Linked DNA regions of Zea mays: all the other regions are linked to region 2. Evidence: chromatin contacts called from public Hi-C data. All regions are on one chromosome and are shown on one strand. The core of a region is the stretch at or near the end of the contact, and the rest is flanking DNA. Distances in the headings are between cores, read along the strand shown. Region 1 holds the start of LOC100280577 (ribosomal protein S24). Region 2 holds the start of LOC103627062 (kinesin-like protein KIN-14D). Region 3 has its middle 64 kb from the start of LOC109939547.

Region 1 (3,388 bases), core at 346-2,845, 250 kb after region 2:
GGGCGCCAATGTTGGGGACTTGTTCTCAAGTGCTATGAGTTAAGAACAAGGCAACATAGAAAATGTTAATTGTTAAAGTCCTTCGTCCTCCGAAGCATTATTTCCCTTAGGATGTAATGGCTTGCGGACGAAGGTTACGAAGGACATACCTTCATACATTCATTAAATAATGGCGAGGAATGAAATATAAAGAATATTAAAGACGATATAAGCAATCATATATTATTATCGGGCATAAACAGAAACATTGTTGAATTACAAGTGTACCTTCAATCGGAAGGGAATGACAATACAAGCGTGACGCAAGAAGCAAATGCCAAGTCAGCGTGAACAGTACGGGGATACTGTTCACCTATTTATAGGCACGGGACACAACCCTTACAAAATTACACTCATGCCCTTTACATTTGATAATAATTCTATAGTAGTCTATCGAGGTCTGAATAGCCTTTTCATCTTTAAGTCGGTTCCACTCTTTGCTGTCACGCCGAAGCTTTCCTGCTCGCACCTTCGGCTCTGTATCAACCTTCGTATTATTCCGGTCTACAGCGATGCCGACCTTAGTCCGAGGATACCTGTTCACACATTGTACTCCAGAAATACTGTTAAATCCTGTTTTTGAGGACCTTCGGATGCCGAAGGTCCCCAACAAGATGTGAGGAATTGGGAGAGAAATCAACAAAAAAAAGTTTTCTAGTCTTGTTCCTTTGGTCTTTACCAATGTATAAAAGATTTAGGAATAAGTCTACATGACCCTCCGATCTTTAGATGATGGTCTATTTCACTTCCTCACCTTCAAAATCAGTTATTTAACCACCTTAACTTTATAAAACCAGATAAATAACCTCTAAGCAGTTTTAGTCGACGGTTTTGATAACATAGCATTAGTTTTATCCTTTTCAATTATGTCTTTACCTAGTGATTAAATTTTATGCAATTTTACACAAAAATGGTAATTAGAGATTATATCTGCCCTATTTTTCTCGTAATTTTTGGGGCAACAGTTTAATTACTAAAAAGAACAAAAGCTACATAAAAATAGCTTAATATTTTTGTCCCCGATTCATTTAGTATCTTATTATACTAAAATTTTAATAGAGCTAAACAATACTATTAATAAACATTTGTTGATTTTATTAAGCACGCTAAGTAGTGGTTCTTCTAATTACTAACTAAATTAATTTTATATTTTTAAAAAATACCTAGCAAACAGTAATAAAATAATCTCTAATTTCTAACAGATCTCATAAACTAATGTAAATATTTTCAAAATTTTCTAAGAACTTTAAATCTAAAATGACTACCCACCCTCCAATCAAGTCAAAGGAATTATGTATTTATGTTGAGCTCAGCCACACTTGGCCGTGCAGACACGTAACACGTTGTCTGGCCCAAGCATGACAAGCAAACAACCAGACAGCCCATACCTATCTTGCGCGCGTGCATGCAAGTAGAGGATTTTAGAACAGGTAATGGGTTTCCATGCCGTCCAATGTAGACCCGTTAATAGTTTTGGCCCATCATTGTTGTAACATCTAATAAGGCCCACCACTCCGTTCCCCTTGTCAGCCACGGCGACGTGACCTAGGGTTTTCATCAGCATAGTATATAAAATTCCGTTCTCTCAGTCCTGTTTCCCCGCCGCCGCCTCCAAGCGCCCCAGCGAGCCAGCTCCGGCGAAGTCAATCCTGCGCTCCGCAGGCAGCATCAAGCATGGCGGACACGAAGGCGTCACCCGCGGTGACGCTCCGCACGCGCAAGTTCATGACCAACCGCCTCCTCTCCCGCAAGCAGTTCGTGCTCGAGGTTCTCCACCCGGGCCGCGCCAACGTCTCTAAGGTCAGTGCGGTGCCCAAGCGTCGGAGCCTTCGCTGCGAGATCCTCTCGTTCTATTAGCGATTTTGACGCGTGTGATCGCTTGATATTGCAGGCGGAGCTCAAGGAGAGGCTGGCTAAGATGTACGAGGTGAAGGATCCCAACTGCATCTTCGTCTTCAAGTTCCGCACCCACTTCGGAGGCGGCAAGTCTACCGGATTCGGTCTCATCTACGACAACGTCGACTCAGCCAAGAAGTTCGAGCCCAAGTACAGGCTTATCAGGGTATGCGTCTCTTGCTCCTCCCGTTTTTCTCACTCGTAATTGGATTCATAGGTCTCCATGTTGAATATACTGCCTGGTATACGCTGAAAGCTCAAAGCTTTAGTTTATTGTGGCCATTGATGTACATTTATGTTCGCTGCTCCTTCAGATTATGTCGCTCATTTAACATATTTCTTGTGGAACATTGATATTTTTATCAGATAGTATTTTAGATGAGAAACGAATATCTGTTGCTCAGTCGTGTGTTCAGATTATGTCGCGCATGAACCCTTTATCGCCTTAGTGATGGCGATGCTGCTACATGGTTGAAAATGATCCCATGATGATATTGACTCCCATTGCACTGTGTGTTTTGTAGTATTTTTCAAACCGGGATATTTTTGAGTCAGTTCGAGGAGTTTACATTATATTTGTTGCTAACTCGCAAATTTTGCTATGGTCTTTCATTAAACTATGAATCATATGGAATTCTGGGCTACAGCAAGCAAATATCGTATCCTATTTTTGTGAATTATCCATGACCGTTTTGTGTATGGAACCTAGCTTAAAAGACCAGTTAACGATTAGCAGGTCCATTTGTATGCTCCCTTCACATAAAAAGTATCCTGCAAATCCATGTTACATTGCAATGCAGATTTTGTGATTGAAACAACACTGTCTGTATTGGTCCTGCTTATTTTTGACAAGAGTGTGTTTGGGTTTCTGCAGAACGGTCTTGCTACCAAGGTGGAGAAGTCGCGCAAGCAGATGAAGGAGAGGAAGAACAGGGCGAAGAAGATCCGCGGTGTGAAGAAGGTATGCGCACTTGCATTCATCTGACTGTTGTGTCTAATATTACTGCGCATTTGGAATGTGGGGATTTCATTGTGTTTCTGTGGTTCTGATAAAAAAATAGTTATTTTTTGCGTGTAACTGCTAATTTTTTTGTTGGATTGGTTTTGCAGACAAAGGCTGGGGACGCCAAGAAGAAATGAGCAAGGTTTCAGTGTACTTTAGCCGTCTTGAGTTCGAGTAACACCTGTTCGCCGTCAGAAATTTTGTACCCCATGTCGCAATGCTTTGATCTAGAAAAAGAGTTTTTTTAGCTGTTTACATCGACTACTGGTACATTTGAAAAGGCATATTCCCCATCTTTGTGGCAATGTCGGGGCGATACCATGCTGGGCCGAGAATTTTTAACGAAGTTATACTTTTGAAAGATGAAACGTGACGTCCGTGAGCCTAGATAGTAGCGTTGATTCCGTTGCGGCAGAATCTGTTTCTGAAACGGTACATTCTGTGAAACGT
Region 2 (3,233 bases), core at 235-2,734:
GGAACGGCCAGTACATATAAGCCTTAAAGTTTTTTTGAACCTTTATATAATGTTTCAATCGTAGTTTGTTAGAGTTTTTTTTATAAAGCTATACGAGCTTATAGTAAAAGGGTTTAAGTGTCAAATGTGCTGTTAGATCATGGTCTAAAGACTCATTTGCATGTTCGTATTGTTCCATGATCGTTTACTATTTCACCTTTTTTTTCTACTCGTGTGTCACGCGTGAAGCATGTAACTCATATGTTTACTCCCTCTCCTCCATGTAATGGATGGACACAATCAGCCCAAGCACCTCACGTGCCGCACCTCCATTCCTCAGCCTCTCGTGTAACATTGCCACGGAGCCACGTCTTTCATGAAGGACCCATTCGAGGCGGCCATCGAGGAGTAGGACTCCTCGCTATAGTAACCCGACACTATGGGCCTCACGGAGGACCCCGTGAACTACGACGGTGGCCCACCCCCGTGCCAGACGTTGGTCACGGCGTCGCACGCAACCGCAACCGTTGCCAAGACCAATGGCCGAGTCCAGAGGGAGCAGCACGAGGATGACGACGACTAGGAGGACTAGATTGAGGTTGACCTTGAGAAGCTTCCCAATAGCACATTGATCGGCAACCCAGACAAGCTAGCTGAAGATGAAGTTCGTACTTGATTATGCCGCCTGTTCAATTTTTTGATATAGCAAATGAAACTACCTTGTTATCCATACAGATTCGCTTGTTCTTCATAATCGGAGCAATTATTTTAATATATATGTGTTTTTTTAGCGGGCAAGCCAGCGAACCCTAATTTTACCTATGTTAACTACACAAAGATTAATAACGATCCAAAGAAAATGAGTGGGCATTCCTTGCCTTATTGCTGGTAGTCTTTTGTTGATACTGTGGCAACGAACGGGTATTAAGGCCTGTTTTATTTCAGCTTTTTTCTAACAAACTTTTTTGATAATCTGGCTGTGTAGAGAATTTGGTTGTGGAGAGAATCTAAGTATCGTGGGATTAGTCTCTTTGGTTCTATATCTAAAGTGTCAAAAATTGCCACACAATTTTATGTCACACTTTCCTAAAGTGTCTAAGGTTAAACGCTCAAATTATGCGCCACAGTTTGCCATGTCTAAGGTAGTCTTGTCACACTTTTACAAGTCATTGACGAGTAGGACATGCATAGCATGAGAAAAATCTTGACATAAATGTGGCTTCAAACTAAACACATGTCTAACTTGGTCAAACATGCTAACCTTAGATGTGGCAAAATGTGGCAAGTGAGACAGCAAACCAAACAACCTATGTGCGAAGGAAGACAAAGTCTATATGGTTTAGAATCTGGAAAGTAACTGATTCCTCCTATCACGATGACTCGATCGATTGCGTGTTCACGTTGATTTTTAGATGATTTTTATTAAAACGAGTCTCATAGAAGCAATCTGAGAAGTTGGACGTTTGACAGTTTACAACAACTTATGACGGCCTGAATCAGAAAAAAAAATCTGCAACAAAATGACCCTTATACTAGTAGCGTGAACTCAAAATGGGACACATACTACCATGGACACAAGAATAAAAAAAGAACAAAATGGTGTTTTGGTAATGAAACCAATCAATTGCATGCAGCTTCACGGACGTACACGAAGGACAGCCCACGGAACTTCAGAAGACCGATTGGGATTCATGGGTTGCAGTACTGTCCCAAGTCGGCCCAAAACCAGTTGTGCGGCTGTGCGCCACTATCCGGCCCCGGGCCCGATCGTGGCGCGCGCGAGGCGGTCCGCAGCGGCCAAGCCGGCGGCGCTGCCCCGCCGTCGACGGTGGAAGCTGAACCAGCCACGTCGGGTTTAGCAGCCGTTTGCCGCCACGCCGGACGCCCCACCCTCCCCTACTGCCTACTGCGCCACCCGGGCTTCCGGCTCCTGCTCATCCACGCGTTGCGCGCCGTCCCGGCTCCGCCACCCGAGAATAGGCGGACCCGGGAGACCTCAGGTTGACGGAAGGGAGATAGTGTGGGCCGCATAGGCACACGCGGCCGAGGCCTCCGCGCCTCCCGCGCGCCCCATTCCCTCCCGCCCTCACCTTCCCCCCTCCCTCGTCCCCCGTCCATGGGAGGCTCCTTATATCCCCCGCGCGGCCGTCACCGCCGCTTCGTTTCCCTCCCTCCATGTCCCTCCGCGAGCCCAATGCCGCGCCAGACCCATGTAACCATCGACACTGATTAGAATTTCTTGTTAACCGTTGCTTCGTGGAGGTTAATCTGTCGACTGATCGGTTACTTGATGGTGATGATTGCTGCCGCGCAGCAAGGCGGCGGGCGGACGCCGTTGGGTGGCTGCGCTCCCTGTTCCTGGACCTGACACTGCCGCCGGAGGCCACCGATGACGACCTGCGCGCTGCGGTCGCCAATGGTAGGCTGCTCTGCGCGCTCCTGCGGAGACTCTTGCCCGGCGCGCTGTTGGACGACGCGGCCACGGACAATGTCGGCAGGTTCCGCGCCGCCATCCAGCGGATGGGCGTGCCCACCTTCAGCGCCTATGACCTCGAGAGGGTTAGTCGCCTTCTCGCTCCTCGTCCGAGCCACGGCATTATATTATTTATTTTCCTTCATCGACGTTGCCCGTTGCCGGCAATTCATCCATCATCCGTCCGTCCAGGGGGAGATGTCAGCTGTCGTTACCTGCATTCTTGCTCTAAAGGATCGGTTCTCATCACGCCTCGGCGAAGACCACCGCAGCTCTTCCTTCCTCACCAGATGTGAAAGCGAAGGTGGCAGGAGGAACATGGAAGGCAAGCTGCAAAGGGTACTCACAAGCCCCATTATGTCAGGTAAAAATGCCTATAATGTTAAGACAATGACAACTGTTCATTTACAGATTAGCTTCAGATTGCTGTTTCAATTATTATTATTATTATTATTATTTTTATTATTATTATTATTATTATTATTGTTATTATTATTATTTTGTCATGCTCGTTTTCAGAGCCATACTCTCCTTCCTTTGGAGGCGATGCCTATTCTCCATCACAGGTATTTCAACCGAAACATGGATATTCTGATCTACCTGGCTCTAAATTCTCCGAATTGATGAAATCCTCCAGCTTGGAGGTAAGAGCCATGCTGCGATCTTCACTGGGAAAATAGACATGATTTATTTAATCCTCTGGCACCGACTTCACATGCTATGCGTTACTTATTTGTGCAGAACTCTCCCACTCAATCACTTTTGGGTGTTGTTAACAGCA
Region 3 (3,160 bases), core at 487-2,986, 200 kb before region 2:
CCAAATGGTCAATAGTATACCGTAGCGGGTGCTCCACAAAAAGGGTACTATAGCGACGGTAATGGAAACCTCACCACCTAATATATATTTTAGACTAGATTTAATTGGTCGTAGACTGTTGACATGTTTTGATCTTCTTGGGAAGTTGGACATGGTCCAATTGATAGAAGGATCAGACGCATTACCTTGGAATTTAAATTTGAACAAAAAATCTCAATGGAGTCTATGTATAGAGCATTTGTTGACAACATTGTGCCGGTAGACAATAATCACAAATTTTGGAAATTGAAGGTGCCACTAAAAATTAAATTTTTTGCGTGGTACCAACAAAGAGGGATTATCCAAACAAAGGACAACCTTGCCAAGAAGAATTGGATTGGAAGTCTAAAATGTGAATTTTGTTACCGCAATGAAACAATCAAACATTTGTTCTTTCAATGCAATTTTGTTCGTTCTATATGGTCACTCATCCCAACTTGTACCCTCTTTATTGTATGTCTGTATTAGCTTAAAACTTGTATGTCTATATCAACTTGATGCTACTTGTTGAGTTTAAATAAACGCTCTTTATTGAAAAAACCGAAGAGGTGCTTTGGCAGAGGAGTGGACTCAGTGACATAGGACATGTTTGATTTCTTGCCTAAAACGCCACAACTTGTCTATCTTTTCTATCTAAGGTTAGTTATTCAATTCAAGCGACTAAGCTTAAGCAAGTTGTGTCGCCTTAGATAGGGAACCAAACAGGCCCATAGATAGATACTAGCAAAGTGTACATACGTTGCTATGATTTCCATTATGTTCAAGTATAGAATATAAAACACAAAGATATGTGTAATCTATTGACTAGCTAGGTGTGAATGAGGGTTTAATATCAACAACTATGGTTTGAATTCTAATTTGTATATAATTTTACAATTGTTACTATTTAAATGTAAGGGAACTCATGATGGTGGCGGACGATCGACGGTCTGATTCAGAGCATAATTAAAGCCCAGAAAATCCAAGGATGACTAGTATGAAGCCGAAAAGCCCAACATGCATTTAACTGGGATGTGGGGATGGCAATGGGGAATTCTATGTCGGGTTTTAGCTCCCCATTCCCGTCCTTGTGACTAAAAAAGTTCCTCGCGGGATCTCCACAAAAACTTGCGGGGGACATTTCTTCCCCATCCCCGTTCCTCGCGAGGATAAATCCCGTCGGGGATTTCCGTCCCCGCTTAAATTATAATCAGGACATACTTTCTTTGTTATAAATGCAAAATATAGTCACTTATCCACATTGTTAGATGTAAGAAATCATTTTGCGTGCATCAAAGTGAACACATTTGTACAACCAGTGATCTCTTGACAAGGAATTATTTTTTATCATTAACTATTAAATGAAAACATCATCATATAGAATTTTAACGGGTCTCGTGGGGAATGGAGAATGCTTCCAAATCCATGTCCCTGTTTAACCGCCAGGGGAAAATTTTCCGGTTTACATCCTATAGATCCTATAGAGCTAGTTTAAACCCCATTTTCCTACATGATTTCTATTTTCCTAAGAAAAATTAGTTTATTTTCCTTTAAAAAAATATAAATTTCTTGAGAAAATAGAGTTGTCAAACTAGCCTAATAGGAGAATTTCTGGCGGAGAACCGAGGATCGGGGCCATTGCCATCTCTGGATGTGGCCGCTTGGCGCTTTGTGACTGTCTGAGTTCGCCCGGGCTTCGAGCACAGATGTCTTGATATGGTCATTTAACAGGCGCAAAGGCCCACTATATGTAACAGGCCCAGATACATTTAACAGGCCCAAAGGACCACTATATGTAATTTTAATTCGAGGTTTCCTGCAGAGAAATTTGGGCGGCGAAAAAAGATCGAAGAAAAGACAATTTTGGGTTCTCAACAAGCTAACAGGCTGCAAACGACGTGTTCATTCATGCCTTGCAAGTTTGATATGCAACCACATGTCTACATTCATTACTTACAAGGTAGCTGTTCCTAGCCTCATTTGCAAAAAGCCGACACTAATCTACATGTAAATGAAATGCAACATCTTAAAAGTACAGTACCAACATGGATATGGATCTTATGACAATCAAGCTCCACCTCTGATGTTCAAACATCCACTCAGGCGTGCAAACTTGAAACTCCTAACCAAGGTCTTCCTCTGAACACGGAGCAGAGTTGGCGATGAACAATCGTAGGCCACAAACAGGTGAAGACATTAAATAACTAGCACCACAATGCCTACACCTTGATGATCAAATAATGTCTATTATTCGTTGGCTGCTAATGACTAGCTAATCTATGATATCTGAATCGATATGCTCGAGATTTTGCAATATTCTCTTCAATGTCGATGAGTAATCTGACTTTTTTCCCCTGCAACAAAAGGGGAAACAGACAAGGGTGAGCTCATCAGAAAGAGGAAACAAATTTCTCATGGGTCCTACCAGAGTATAGATTGATATAATGGTAGTACCCTGGAACACAAAATATTGTACAAGCATAACTGGATAAGGCATCAATTTTGTCAGACGTCTCTGATAGCATTGATGCCTTTGTTGTTTATTTCCTGTTTCATTCAATAACATGTGATGAAAATTTTGAAATTGTATAACACATAAAAAAAATGGTACCTGGTACGGTCTATTTAAAACTAACGATGGGTCAATATCTCAAGTAACATAGTAAAGATACTGCAAAAGTACATTGGTCCAAGCTACCCATAATCAATGGAAACAACGGTCATTAAGGTCCTAGCCTTAGGCGGTCTCTAGCAGATCGTACATATTGTCATGCAAAAACACTGTTCTTTATAGCTTAACAGAGCGAAGTTTGAAAATAAAAGAGATAGAATAGAAGATATGATGGATAAACTGTTGTAGACAACCTATGTACCTCGATTCAGTGTAGTGTTTTTCCCCAAAACTGATTCTGAGAGAGTTTCATTTTTCAAACTGATCGAGAACAGAGTTCGTACTAGCTATCTTAGCCATAGTAAAAAAAAGATTTGTAGCACACCAAAGATAGGCAAAAACAAAAGGTAGTAACTCATTCTTAGATTTTTCACTTCGGAATTCACAGTACTACTGAGTTTTGGCAGACACTTGTCAAGACTGCCCTAATCAATACTGTCACCTTTTACAATATACAACAACCGGTTTAAC

What was found. A called contact is a pair of places that touch in the nucleus more often than the background predicts.
Region 1: a Hi-C map of ear shows a contact between it and region 2, with 2.1 times the contacts expected there. The contact joins the promoter of LOC100280577 here to the promoter of LOC103627062 in region 2. A contact is called at or near these places in 2 of 25 Hi-C or Micro-C datasets (bundle sheath and ear).
Region 3: a contact with region 2 is called in a Hi-C map of ear, with 3 times the contacts expected there. The contact joins the enhancer-like site here to the promoter of LOC103627062 in region 2. A contact is called at or near these places in 4 of 25 Hi-C or Micro-C datasets (ear, leaf and tassel).

The regions. Positions count from the first base shown.
Region 1 is chr5:154,797,764-154,801,151 of Zm-B73-REFERENCE-NAM-5.0, forward strand. LOC100280577 (ribosomal protein S24) reads left to right here and starts at 1,596. Exons shown (of 4, transcript NM_001374579.1): 1 at 1,596-1,839; 2 at 1,931-2,101; 3 at 2,810-2,896; 4 at 3,046-3,301. The coding sequence starts at 1,714. The coding sequence ends at 3,075.
Region 2 is chr5:154,549,857-154,553,089 of Zm-B73-REFERENCE-NAM-5.0, forward strand. It overlaps LOC103627062 (kinesin-like protein KIN-14D), which reads left to right and starts at 1,485. Exons shown (of 20, transcript XM_020538502.3): 1 at 1,485-2,191; 2 at 2,294-2,538; 3 at 2,645-2,816; 4 at 2,972-3,096; 5 at 3,194-3,233. The coding sequence starts at 2,155.
Region 3 is chr5:154,348,550-154,351,709 of Zm-B73-REFERENCE-NAM-5.0, forward strand. No RefSeq gene overlaps it. Among protein-coding and RNA genes, the nearest start is that of LOC109939547, 64 kb to the left of the region's middle. Within about 2 kb of position 1,737, at least 12 of the 20 cell types and tissues checked have an H3K27ac peak or open chromatin away from gene starts, as enhancers often do. A contact at or near this core is called in ear, leaf and tassel, where this site is marked.